Regions from separate parts of the Mus musculus genome. Here region 2 is linked to region 1. A link is a contact called in public HiChIP or PLAC-seq data. All regions are on one chromosome and are shown on one strand. Each heading gives the region's core, a stretch centred on a gene start, on an enhancer-like site or on the middle of the called end of the contact. The rest is flanking DNA. Distances are from core to core; before and after follow the strand shown. Region 1 holds the start of Atp5mpl (ATP synthase membrane subunit 6.8PL). Region 2 overlaps Ppp1r13b (protein phosphatase 1, regulatory subunit 13B).

The links. HiChIP or PLAC-seq counts read pairs in DNA pulled down with a chosen protein or histone mark.
Region 2: an H3K4me3 HiChIP or PLAC-seq map of pro-B cells shows a contact between it and region 1, with 3 times the contacts expected there. The contact joins the enhancer-like site here to the promoter of Atp5mpl in region 1. A contact is called at or near these places in 16 of 39 promoter capture datasets (the 3T3-L1 cell line, 3T3-L1-derived adipocytes, the C10 cell line and 12 more), 2 of 484 Hi-C or Micro-C datasets (bone marrow-derived macrophages and nephron progenitors), 16 of 115 datasets of contacts at active chromatin or transcription factors (the SCID.adh cell line, T-cell acute lymphoblastic leukemia, VIP interneurons and 9 more) and 4 of 9 other capture datasets (adipose tissue, liver, macrophages and 1 more).

Annotation. Positions count from the first base shown.
Region 1 is chr12:111,961,761-111,968,321 of GRCm38.p6, reverse strand. It overlaps Atp5mpl (ATP synthase membrane subunit 6.8PL), which reads left to right and starts at 1,313. Exons shown (of 4, transcript NM_027360.3): 1 at 1,313-1,398; 2 at 4,969-5,092; 3 at 5,866-5,889. The coding sequence starts at 4,969.
Region 2 is chr12:111,826,926-111,833,340 of GRCm38.p6, reverse strand. Ppp1r13b (protein phosphatase 1, regulatory subunit 13B) reads left to right here. Exons shown (of 17, transcript NM_011625.1): 12 at 1-213; 13 at 695-832; 14 at 905-1,038; 15 at 1,715-1,881; 16 at 2,887-3,086; 17 at 3,958-4,883. The coding sequence ends at 3,999. Zfyve21 (zinc finger, FYVE domain containing 21) reads right to left here. Exons shown (of 7, transcript NM_026752.4): 6 at 5,656-5,798; 7 at 4,953-5,523. The coding sequence ends at 5,488. Among named protein-coding and RNA genes, the nearest start is that of Zfyve21, 16 kb to the right of the region's middle. Within about 2 kb of position 3,195, at least 25 of the 459 cell types and tissues checked have an H3K27ac peak or open chromatin away from gene starts, as enhancers often do. A contact at or near this core is called in microglia, pancreatic islet and pro-B cells, where this site is marked.

The DNA of each region.
Region 1 (6,561 bases), core at 64-2,563:
GAGCGAACAGGCACATACTTGGTACACAGACATAGATGTGAGCAAAACACTCATACACATAAAAAAAAAAACTTAAAAAAAAACTAAAAAAAAAAGCAATAACAATTTTTGTTCATTTGTTTTGGTTTTGTTTTCTAAAAACCAAACCAGGGTTTCAGGATGCTCTTAAAACCCTAATCATCTTCCTCTACTGTCCAAGTGCTAGGATTATATCACGACACACCCAGCTAGCATGCTTATTTAAAACATAAAACCTTAGGTCCAGTCCCTAGCGTTCCTGCAGAAGTCTCTGCAACGCTTTACAACAATTTTAATGATAATTACTATGCACAGCATGGCTGCTTAATCAAATATTAGAGCAAAAATTTTTGTAGCAATACAGGGGGAAATGGCAAGAAATGCCAAAAGCCTGGCATAGTGGTGCAGGCCTTTAATCCAAGAAGACAGGAGGCAGAGGCAGGCAAATCCCTGAGTGTGAGGCCAGCCTGGGCTACATAACAAGTTACAGAAAGACCTATCTCAAAAAAAAAAAAAATTCAAGTAAAGAGGGTTTCCCCTTGTCACTGTTGCTTTATTTCCTTTGCTCTTATTGTTTGTTGGAGGGGAGAGGGGAGGAGGAGGGAGTGTGAGAGTCTCACTAAGTAGCCCAGGCTATCAAACTCAATAGACCCACAGCCCCACGCTCCACCCTCCACCCTGTGCCTCTGCCCCTTAAACGCTGGGATGAAAGACCCGAGCCACTATGTCTGGCCTTTGGTCTGATTGGTTGTTTTTGTTTTTGTTTTTTCTTTTTTTTTAGACAGGTTCTCACTGTGTAGCTCTGGCTGTCCTGGAACTCACTAAAAAAAATAGACTAGGCTTGAACTCTCAGCGATCTTCCTGCCTCTGCCTCCTGAGTGCTGGGACTAAAGGTATGCACCAACACACGCGAATTTTGGTTTAGGTTTTCAGGCTGGCCTGAAAGTCACATTTATCCTGCTGCTTCTGCCTCCTGAGGGCTAGGATTAAAGCCATAAACCATGTAAAAGGGGCTTTATTTACTTATTTACTTAAGGACAATTTGTCCGGATTATCTACTGTCCTGGTTTCAGCACTGAAAGTCCTCTGTTCCTGGAAACCCACAAACCCTGGGAAATCTGGTCAGTTTTATGACACCTAGAAACACAGTAGGCTTCTCCCAGCTCCTCCTGGTTTGGACTAATCCCTTCCGAAGCTTGTAACACCCGGGCGACCACTGGGGGCGCTGTGGTGCGCAGGCGCGGAAGGCCGGGCAGCCGGCGTCTGGTGTCTCCGCTCCTTCCGCTTTCCCAGCAGGCCCTGCGCGGCGCCTGCGTGCTCTGTGACCTTTCCCATTCTGTAGCAGAATTTGGTGTTGCCTGTGGTCTTGGTCCCGCGGAGGTAAGAGCGGAACCTGGGCTTTTTGCTGTGTTCCCAACCCGGGGGACTAAGGAGGGTCCGGGACCGGGTGCGGTGGGGCCCAGGTAGATCGCGGGCGAAGGACTCTGCGATACACGCTGACCTTGGGTCAGCCCCTGCGCCGCCTACTACAGGGAGGGTCCACCGGGTTCCCCGCGACTGTGACGGAGAGAGTGCCCGGCTGAGTCATCCAGACTGCGGGGGTGTCCGGGGTCAGTCCTCCAGATCCCCAAGAGTCCCCCAAGAGTGTCCGGGACTCCATCACGCCGAGGGCAGGGATGTGCACGGCGTTCAGTCCTCCACACTGCGAAGGTGTTTCTGGAGTTAGTCTTCCTGATTGTATGAGGGGAGGGGTGGTTGTCAGTCCCTTGGACAGATAAGACTTTGCTCAGACATCAATTTCTATGCGAAAGAGGGATTACTCCTCAAGACTTGGAGGGCCAGGGGCCCTAGTATCATCCTCACAGAAGTTGTCCAGGAGCTAGATTCTAGTGGAGGTCCACTCAGCATGGACTGTGTCCTTGTGCTGACACTTGGATGAACCTGTGTAACTATAGGCTCTGGCAAAGGGGCATGCCACCATCAACTGTGAGCATCTTGTTACCTACTCAAGTTACTCAGGGAGGGATGCAGCTAAAAATCCGTGCCAAGAAACATCACTTCAAAGCCAGTGCCTTCTTTCCATTATTCCACAGGTTTCTTCCAAGTTAGGTTTTGGCAAGGCCGATGTTTGAAAATGTATGAAACCACATTATAAACCTCAGACATGTTCCCCTCTTTACAGTGTGCTGCCAGGTAATAGCTTGCTGTTACTGTCACTTTCACAAACTCTGCAGGCATAGGCAGTCTCAGTAGACAGCCATTTGACCTTCGAGTAGGATGATCTTTTATTGAATCTGGTATTGTAAAACTAACAACTGGGAAATATGGTTAGCCAGAGAAACTTAGGTGGGAAGAGTAGAGGCCACACTGAGTACAGGGAACATGTCACTTGTGTAGTCAAATACAACCAAACTGACCAAAATGGAAGTCCAGGAGCAAGAGACAAAGGGGTGGGGGTGGGGTGTAAATGTACTGGATAGCAGGCCTTCACTGTGTCGGGACTCATGGCAGTTTAGAATAAGGACACAGTGCCAGGATGCCTCGATGCTGAGGAGAACACCAAGACCACTGAAGTCCCTCCACATCCTCTGTTTACCTTTTCCTTCCAGACCCTCCTGTGACACCACATTCTTTTTCAGGGTGTGGGAGGTCAAGACAAGTTTTCTCTGTGCCCTGACCATCCTGGAACTCCGTTTGTAGATAAACCAGGCTGGCCTTGAATTGAGAAAGATCCCCCTGCCTCTACCTTCCAAATGCTAGGATTAAAGTCAATCGCTGATATCATACCAGTCTTGATACAGCTCAACACTTCTGCACAGCCTATGAGATGAAACCTCTTTAAGTACTTTCTTAGAATCCCAGTGGCCTGGGACTTGCTGCTTTCTATTGGGTTTTTGTAGCAATTCCTTGCTATTGATTTGATCATTTCCTGAGTGCTCACTGTGCACCACGTGCCATTCTGGATCCATTCATTGTTGTTTGGGGACGGGGTGGGGGATATCTTTGTTTTTGTCTTTTGAGACAGGTTCTTGCTGTGTAGCCCTGGCTATCTATGTAGCCCTGGCTATCATGTAGACCAGGCTGGCTTTGAACTTACAGAGTGCTGGTTGGCTGGGATTAAAGGCTTGTGCTGCCACCTCCCAGCTAGGGTCCTTTATTTTTTAAGAGTCTGTCGAGCAAGTAGGAGGTCCATGATTGATGAAGAGATCTGACAAAGGAGGTTTAGAGAATTCCTAAAGTCAAGAACAGAGCTGGATCCCAAGGGTTCTAACCCATTGGTCCCCTACAGTACTCTCTCAGTCCTTGCCTGTGCCACAAAGATTCCACTCCACCTACTCAGTGACTTGGGTTCCTTCACGCTTTCCAGAGGCTGCCTTCTAATGCTCTGAAGCAGAACAATCCAACTAGAACATTCAGGTGCACATAATAGGGAGGAATTAAGGACAGATGACCATCTATGGTAAGATGATAGCACCACTCTACAGGCTAACTCTCACTGGACGAGCTAACCTTCAGACCTTTCTTCCACTTAGGTTCATTCCCATAGGAAAGAGCAGGAAGCACGGCCATAGAGGCAGATTGGTTCCTGAAGTAATCAGCAATGTGGGCCAGATTTGGTGTGATCTAGTCTTGTTTGGATCATTGATGCTTTGGGACGCAGTATAGAAATATGCCAAACAGTATGAATATGCACCCTATATTCTCTGATGCCCAGGAGGTCAAAAGACTCGCTGGAACTGGAGTTATATTACAAATGGTGGCAAACCACCTTGTGGATTCTGGGACATGGACTTGTTGAGCCATCTCCACCCCCAGAAGACATATCCCTAAATTCAAGATTAAATGGTGTGCACGCCTTCCCTGTTTCCCTAGTTCAACAGTAGCATTCTGTATAACAAGCACTCCCGACACGATACCAGGGCTGTGTGCACTAATGCAAGAATCCTAGACCCGTGTGAAGTGCAGCTCTCTTACTATCCCTGTTACACAGTCAGGTCATGTAAACTAGTGGGTGAAACCAGGGCAGCTGCCTTCTCCCCCGCCTTCAAGTTCACTATCCGTGCTTCCACTGAAGACGCTTCTCTGGGTAGCCTGGCTCTCCCTCCCCTCTTCCTTCGTGCCTCTACCACATGTGCCCTTCATTTTTTTTGCTGAGTGAATATGGTCCAGGTTTCAATAATTCACAGACAGCCATTTGACTAAATTGAGCTGGTGCTGTAAGAATAACATACTGTTGTACATCAATGAACACTTTCCCTGGTTGTTCACAGCAGTATGTCAGTTTTATAGTGTTGCAGAGTAGGATTCAATGTGCAGTAGCAGTGTAGAGCAGAACCATCAAGGCAAGGTACTGACTGCAGCCCAGGGGTTTCCCAGTCAGGTGAGAAGGGCTCAGAGCTGGGTCCTCCCGGCAGCTGTCAAATCCATCAGCTGTTTCAAAGCCCCGGGTTGGGAATGTGGGTATCTAGTTTGGTATCCAGTTAGTAAGCTGTAATCATAACTGGAAACATTACTTTAAGGGCTGTCCCATTAGGCTCATTCTGTACCATTGGTTGTGTACTTATCTGACAGCTCAGGCCTGAGCTACTGGAGGTTAAAGGGTAGTAGTTTAACAGGCCTCCGTCTTCATTTCCCATGGGAAGACCCACATCTGACCGTGGTGTGTGGTTTTGCTTGTTTTGTTTTCAACTTGAAATGCTAACGATGCTAGAAAAGGGTGCTTCTACCCAAAGGTCGAAAAAATGATGCATGGCTTGGGGCCAGCCTTAGTGGCAGGGAGGCTTGTGGGAGGGACAGCCTGCTAGCAAGATGCTGGCAGGGTATCAGGAGTTCAGAGAGCTCCCCAGAGCCTGTGGAGTATGGACTAGCGCTCTGGTCAGGTAGATGAAAATATCTTGTCAGTTAGGTATATGGTAGCAATTACCTTAATGTTTATCATTTCTATTTCAGATGTTTCAAACCTTGATTCAAAAAGTCTGGGTCCCCATGAAACCCTACTATACCCAGGTTTACCAGGAAATTTGGGTAGGAGTGGGGTTAATGAGCCTCATCGTATATAAAATCAGGAGTGCTGGTAGGTTATATTTTTATTTCTTTGCATTTAGCAGGGGGAAATGTTTTCAGGAAAAAAAATAACAATGTTATCTACTAAGGAACTGTGACTTTTTAAATTATTACTTTTTCCTGGACACGTAAATACACATGATGTATGTGTGGGCACACATGCCGAAGCCCTCGTGCAGAGGTGTATAATGGTTCTCTCCTTCCACCTGTACGTGCGTCCCTGAGATTGAACTCGGGTCACCAGGTTTGTATAGCAGCACCTTTACCTGCTGAGCCACCTGGCTGGTCCATAACGTGGCCTTAGATGTTCCTCAACAAATGAAGAAAGAAAACATAGAATAAAGTAGCTGACATAGCCCTTGTTGGGAGAGCTTAGCCTGGGCAATTCCACACAGTGCAATTTTATTCGGCCATTAAAAAAAATGTTTGCAGTAGAAATAAAGATTATCCTGCTAAATGAGATGAGCCAGACTATAAAAGATAAATATTACATGTTTTCCTGCTCTGCGCAGTCGACTTTGCAGGCAGGAAGAGACCAGCAGGGAAGGGAGAGGACAGCAGGGGAGGGCAGGGGGAGGCACGGGTGTGCACCCACTGTAATGAGACCACCTGCTTTGTATGTGAATTGTGGACTAGAAAATGGCTGTGATACAGGCATCCCTCTGAGAGCATGCTGGGATGCTTCACCCAGCCTGTGAAGCCTGCAGCCAATGTTGCTTGTGACTGGGAATTTGACTGGCAGTGTAGGACACTGGTGTGATTTCTTTCCTTTTTCTGTTTTAGATAAAAGAAGTAAAGCTTTGAAAGGTAAGATTTCTGCTTTTTGGAATGGTTGAGGGGTGAAAAAGACCATCGTGGCTTTTTAAAACAAGGTATATGAATCCTGAATTAAAACTGACACCTGGTTCAGTGATTGTCAGATACAGTGGAAATATTAAGTAAAGATCAAGACGTTTGCAGCTGACCTTAAATCCCAGTACTCGGGAATCAGAGGCAGGTGGATCTCTGCGTTCCAGGACAGCCAGGGCTACCCAGAGAAATCCTGTCTCAAAAAACAAACAGCCAAACAAAAAGTTTTTAGTTAGATGTTTAAAAGCAAACCTGTTTGTAGCCCTTTGGCAGTGACAGAGAAAATGGATAACTGATGACGCTCGGAAGCAAGGCTCACTGGGCAAGCACAGGCTCGCTGGGCAAGCGTGTGTGCTACCGAAACTCCTGATGTTTCGTGGAATTTTGAAGGAAAATATCTGCAAAATTTGTGCCCCGGGACTGGCTGTCTGTCTATTCTGTTTCTCTGGTGGCAGTGAAACTATGGCCATTCGAAGCTTACCCAAACCCAGGACTGGCTTCCTGAACTTTTGGAGGCGAGCGTTCTCCACTCCTTCAGGGGGACAGCTGTGTTAGCATCACTTGCACACACCTGGCACTGTGCTGAGTAGTTTACAGTGAAGTGGCCCCCAACCCCATGCTGGGTGGGGT
Region 2 (6,415 bases), core at 1,946-4,445, 140 kb after region 1:
GATAATGAGTTACCTTCCCCTGAGCCAGAGGAGCTCATTTGTCCCCAAACAACTCATCAAACTGCTGAGCCCACTGAAGACAATAACAACAATGTGGCCCCAGTACCCTCCACAGAACAGATCCCAAGTCCTGTGGCTGAGGCTCCTTCAGAGGAGGATCAAGTCCCTCCAGCACCTCTTTCCCCCGTCATCCATCCTCCAGCAGCATCCGCGGTGGGTATCCTTGCTAGACCAAAGCCAGAATTAGATGCATAGCACATGGTACCTTGGTAAGCTAGATGCCACTGACACCGAATGACAGAGAGGAAAGCAGTGAGCCTCCCTGAGGGAGCCCCTGTTGACACTGCAGAGAGGGCTTGGACCATCTCTGGGAATACATACAATGCTTTCTTAGCGGGGTCTCTGAGCCACCACCACGGGCATGGCAGTAGGGATGGCTGACCCGCTTGGGGGAGACATCTGGCTCAGCAGTGCGGCTGTCACCATGCTCCCTCCCACAAATCTCCCCAGGAATAGCTGGCAGCCTCAGGCAGCCACTGCTCTCAACTGATAGCCAGGCCCTGCTAAGGCAGCCACCAGAGCTGCTACTGGAGAACTACCGTAGTTCCTGCCACCCCTTCCCACAGCAGGGGCTTGGGTTGGTCTTTGACTTGGGTAGGTCACCTGATGCTGAACTGCTTCCACCTCCCTACAGAGCAAACGCACCAACCTGAAGAAGCCTAACTCTGAACGGACAGGGCACGGGCTGAGAGTGCGCTTCAACCCCCTAGCCCTGCTTCTGGACGCTTCTCTCGAAGGAGAGTTTGATCTAGTGCAGAGGATCATCTATGAGGTGAGCCATCCTCCCTTCTGTGTGTGCTGCTGGGAGTGTGAAGGGCTGGCTTTCACATGCTCTGTGTCCTAGGTGGAGGACCCTAGCAAACCCAATGACGAAGGGATCACCCCCCTACACAATGCTGTCTGTGCTGGCCACCACCATATCGTGAAGTTTCTGCTGGACTTTGGTGTCAATGTGAATGCTGCAGACAGTGACGGATGGTGAGAAGCCATGGGTGTGGGGATGGGAAGGCCCAGAGGCTCATTCCTTGCCTTATGAAGGAAGAGGTGATTCAAGCTCCAGAAAATTGAGTCTCATAGAGGAAGCACACTCCTCGTTCATTCCCAGAAGCCTTCTGCAGCATCCTGCTGCTCCTTGCTTTTTCTCTCGTGTTAGAGCTGTCTGTGGTCCTCATAAGCCTTAGTAGCACTGCAATTGTTTGCTCTTCCTGTTTTCAAACATTCTATATGAAATACGTGCATCCTATAGAAAATGAAAAATACCTATCAGTGACTTGATGTGCCAAGGTGGGGTGATACCCGGGTGGAGAGGCTCCCCCTTCTCAAAAGAAAAGGGGATGCGGGGAGGAGCTGTGTAAGCAGGGGACTGGGAGGAGAGGGAGGACTGATATTAGGATGTAAAGTAAATAAATTAATGGAAAAACCCAAAATCTCATAACACACACACAAAAACACACACACCCTCCTTCTGGCCGTTGCACACGAATGCACGTACATGCATGCATGCATGCAAAACATTCATACACATGAAATTAACAAAATACCTACAAATTTGGCACAAAGCTAGGATACTTGAGAATTCTTGGAGGTTTGTGTCATATAGGAGCCAGGTAGCCCTGGGTGGTTTCTGACTATACATTTCCCCCTCTGGTTCTAGGACACCACTGCATTGTGCTGCCTCTTGCAACAGTGTCCACCTCTGCAAGCAGCTGGTGGAAAGTGGAGCCGCTATCTTTGCCTCCACCATCAGTGACATTGAGACTGCTGCAGACAAGTGTGAAGAGATGGAAGAGGGATACATCCAGTGTTCCCAGTTTCTGTATGGTATGTACAGAGGCTCAGTGTGCCTCGGCTGTTGCCCCTGGCTCATCAGCACTGTGTCCTGTATGCTGGCTAGAGTCTGGCTCAGTGAGTGGATCATATGTACGTGCTCACTGCCTTTATACTCACCCTCAGAACATCTGAAAGTCCCATTTGTATCTGGGTGGTACAGACCCACAGAACGTGGGAAGCTTAGGAAACTGCAGGCCAACCTGGCCTACATGGTGAGACTCTGCCTTAATGGAAAGAACTCTCCTTGGGATTCTGTTCCAGTTGCTAAGAGGGCGATGCTTTGTTTGGTGCCCTGGGGTCACAGGAGTGGGGAGCCAGGCAGCACTGGTCTACACACTTACTGCTAGCTAGCTACGTGAGCTGAAGCAGGGCTGCTCCTGTGAGCTGCTTGGGGTCATCCGGTGAGTAAAGGACATGCCCTGATTAAGTTGCTGTAGCCGGTGTCAGATCAGGGAGCTCAACCATGCCCCCTGTACAACAGACAACTTGAGAAATTACTGTGTTTGGCCCGATGGTACAAGTGATGACAGCCAAACTCCAGTCTGTACTGAACTCCCACAACAATGGCAGGCAACAAAGTTCTTGGGCATTAAAGAAGGTGGACAGGAGCTGGGCAGTGGTGGCGCACGCCTTTAATCCCAGCACTTGGGAGGCAGAGGCAGGTGGATTTCTGAGTTTGAGGCCAGCCTGGTCTACAAAGTAAGTTCCAGAACAGCCAGGGCTACACAGAGAAACCCTGTCTCGAAAAACCAAAAACAACAAAAAAAAGGAAGCAGCAGCAGCTGGACAGGCACACAGGCCGGGCAGACCCAGCCCACGAGGGAAGGAGGCTGCAGTCACATAGGCTGTAAGGCGCAAAGCACCACGTGCAGCTGCTGTGCTGCTACTCAGATAAGGTCTGATGGTTCCCTAAAGGTGGTTCTTGATTAAGTTTTGTTTTACCTCGATCTCCGCTGGCCACCCTCTGCTAAAACCTGTATCCCTTTCTGGTCCCAGGGGTACAAGAGAAGCTGGGAGTGATGAACAAAGGCACCGTGTATGCTTTGTGGGACTACGAGGCCCAGAACAGCGATGAGCTGTCCTTCCATGAAGGGGATGCCATCACCATCCTGAGGCGCAAAGATGAAAACGAGACCGAGTGGTGGTGGGCTCGTCTTGGGGACCGGGAGGGCTACGTGCCCAAAAACTTGCTGGGGGTAAGCACTCACACTGGGCTTAGACACTGGAAGTCTGGCCTCGTTGACTCGTTCAAAAGGCACAGACACTCACAGCATGGGGTTCAGTTCTGCTGGCATCTAGGTAGACAAGAACACTGTCTCCAAGCCCCAGCAGCCTGCTTGTACATGGGCAAGCTCCCAAGTCCCTAGAGCTGTGTGGCTTTGCCACATACTGAAAAACACGTGGAGGTTTAGAGACCATCAGGGCTCATGGTGAACTTTGGCAAGTATTAAGCCACCCCACATAGTTCCCAGATCTGGAATTCTCCAGAGCTTAGTGCAGTAGTGCCCATCGTAACCCTACTGCTTGGTTGCTTTTGTGTTGTTGCTGTTCTTGTAGTGCTTTGGTAGTTTTGTAACCCAGTCCCTCTCCTGAACTGATAACTGAACCCAGGGTCTGAGCAGTGCTGTACCACTGAGCCAAACCCCTGACCTGAGCATAGCACTCGGAAGACAAAAGAATGGAAAGTTAACGCAGCCGTGGTTAGAGACCTGATTGCTCAAAAGGAAAGCCTGAAAGAAACCAAGTGGAGAGGCGTGGGTCACGGTTGTCAGCTCTGCTGCATTCATGCCATCTGTGCTCTAACAGAAAGCTTGCCTCTCCTCTAAGTGCTGTGACAAGCCTGCCAGATGCTTCCTGGCAAAGTATGAGGCAAGCATGGGTGCTACATCTGAGGATCTAGGGACAGTAACAGGTTTTCAGGTGTGATAAACATGAACAGGAGGGGACAGCTGAGGTCAGGTCTGAGCAAATATGTTTTGAAGATAATGCTGAGGTGACAAGAAAGGAACCTGGAGGCCAAATCCTTCTCGGTCATGTTTGTCCTAACTCTTGTCCATTGCTTCCCAGTTGTATCCACGGATCAAACCCCGGCAGCGAACACTTGCCTGAACCCCCTGGAGTACCACAGTCTCGTTTGCTCCCAGGAGCTACTGGAGGAGATCCCAGCTGCCCTGGGAAAACTGAAGCTAGGATGGTCTCCTGGTGCTCACTTTAGCAGACAGTGTCCACAATGTGAATCCCACTTCCCAGGTGAGGCCCTCTCCAGGTTGCAGGAGCTGGGAGAGGTAGTGCTTTTGCCAATTACTGTAAATCCACATAAATACCCAGCTTCCAAAACATCCAGCCCTTCCACCAGTAAGAAGTCATGACTCTGATCCCCGACCGCTGCCAGTGAAGACAAAAGCCCTGACGTGGCCCAAAGGCCCCTTCTCATGTTAAATGTCTCAGACCTTGAACAAGAGCAAGGTGGCTTTGGCTCCCCCTTCTTGGAAAGCCTCAAACCATCATACTTTCTCACATTGCCTCTCACTACCAAAGGAGCCCATTCGGAAACTGCGTTTCATTACCTATGGCGTTCTGCTGTGGCTGGACATGCACGCCTCAGCACATGGGGGTCTGCGCAATGATGAGTCAAAGTCAAGTCGGTGGTGGGCTGGGCAAAGCCACCTGGCAGCCCTCGAGGCTGTCACTGGCTGCATCCTGAGCAAGGCAAGTCCGTTCTGGAGCTTGACCTCTGTAGACAGGCTTTTTCTACACCAGGATTGTTTTTCAGCCAGGCCACTGGAACTGTGTTTCTTCTGTCGGAACACAGGCCCTGCCTGAGGCTTTATTTTTCATGTGAGTCTTGTGTAGAACTACGTGTAAATCCTGTAGGCTCTGGGAGCAGTGCTGTGGGCAGCCGCCATGTGCTGATCGCACCCGTGAGCAGCCACTGCCATCCCAGTGCCACCGATGCTGTGTGACGTGCACAATAAACTGCTGTCTCACACCTGGCTTTGAGTCCTTTGAGTCTTGTGTTCTGGACGCAGGACAGCTGCACAAAGTGAGGCCAGAGCCTGCTGTGTACTTTCAAAATAAGTTTTAATTATACACTTTATATACAAATTACTGTACAGTCATTTTAATAAAGTGAAATAGTAAGTGAAAGTAGAAAACAGAAAGCTGACGCCTTCCTCTTAGAGGCAGCAACAGGACTGTTCATCGCCCCGGTTAGTGACAGAGTGACCAGAGTCTAGGAACAGCTAAGGCATTGTGAATGGGCTATTGAGAGTGGAAGGGCCTGAGTGGTCACCCCCGAATGTATCTGTGGGAACAGAGCCACAAGCCTCTAATGAACCTGGAAGTTTACAGAAGCCTGCTTTAGCAGTAATGTAGTGCAGCTTCTCCCAACCCTACTGAAGGACCACAATGCACAACAACATAAGCTCTTTACAGCATTAATCAGCGGTGTACATATTGCACTAGGTAAGTGATACTCTGCTTCCAGACACTTGAATTGCATTTCCAAGCACACACAGGGAAGACCCTGAGAGTGCAGGCAGGGGCAAGCAGCTTGGTTATGTAACCCGACGTGCTCCGAGTTCAGTTCCCTTGCAGTTACTGGTCTCGTGATTCATAGAGGAGCTTGGTAGCCTGCGGAACACCATAAATCATGAGTGGTTCTGTGCCCGTGTGCCTTTTATACAGGCAGGGGCACCCCAGATATGTGGTAGTCTTTTGGTAAAAACACACTTGTTATGAGCTCAGCCCCCGACCCTGCCATACCTTGTGCATGGCTGCCAGCCACGCTGCTGCCTGCCTCTTGCTGCCGCTCGCGTCCTCTCCGGCCATCAGCCTCAGCTGTGCTGCAGCCTCTGCCCCTGGCACTGTGTACTGCAGGAGCATGCCAGTGGCTCGGGTGCTGCCTGCTGCAGAAGGACGTGAGTGTCATGTGTGCTGCTCAGCAAGCAGCCTGTGTTAGAGACATGCAGAGACCCCGTGTGTACAGAGAGTGGAAAGAGGAATAAACTCAGCTTGTGATCCCCAGGGCCATATTACTGAGAATAGGACATGTGACATAGTCCTGCTCCCCAACAGACCAGAAACTGCCAGGCATGCTCCTTATCCATGCCGTGTTCCTTCCTACCCTCCGAGAAACGGCACACAGACACACAGACACAGCGAGCAGTGGAGGAAACGGCACACAGACACACAGACACAGCGAGCAGTGGAGGAAACAGCACACAGACACACACAGCGAGCAGTGGAGGAAACGGCACACAGACACACATACACAGCGAGCAATGGAGAAAACGGCACACAGACACACATACACAGCGAGCAGTGGAGGCACAGAAACTGCTTTCGGAATGGCCTGGCCAGCAGAAGGTAAGCCAAGCAGATCGTCCCATCTAATCTGGCTTCACACCTAGAGGCTGGAGCCTGCAGCTGGGCAGACTGCTGCTGCAGGAGTGAGGCCACACTACCCTGTCAAGCACTGTTCTTCCAGGACTTGCAACTAGAGGCCAAGTCACAGCTCCATCTC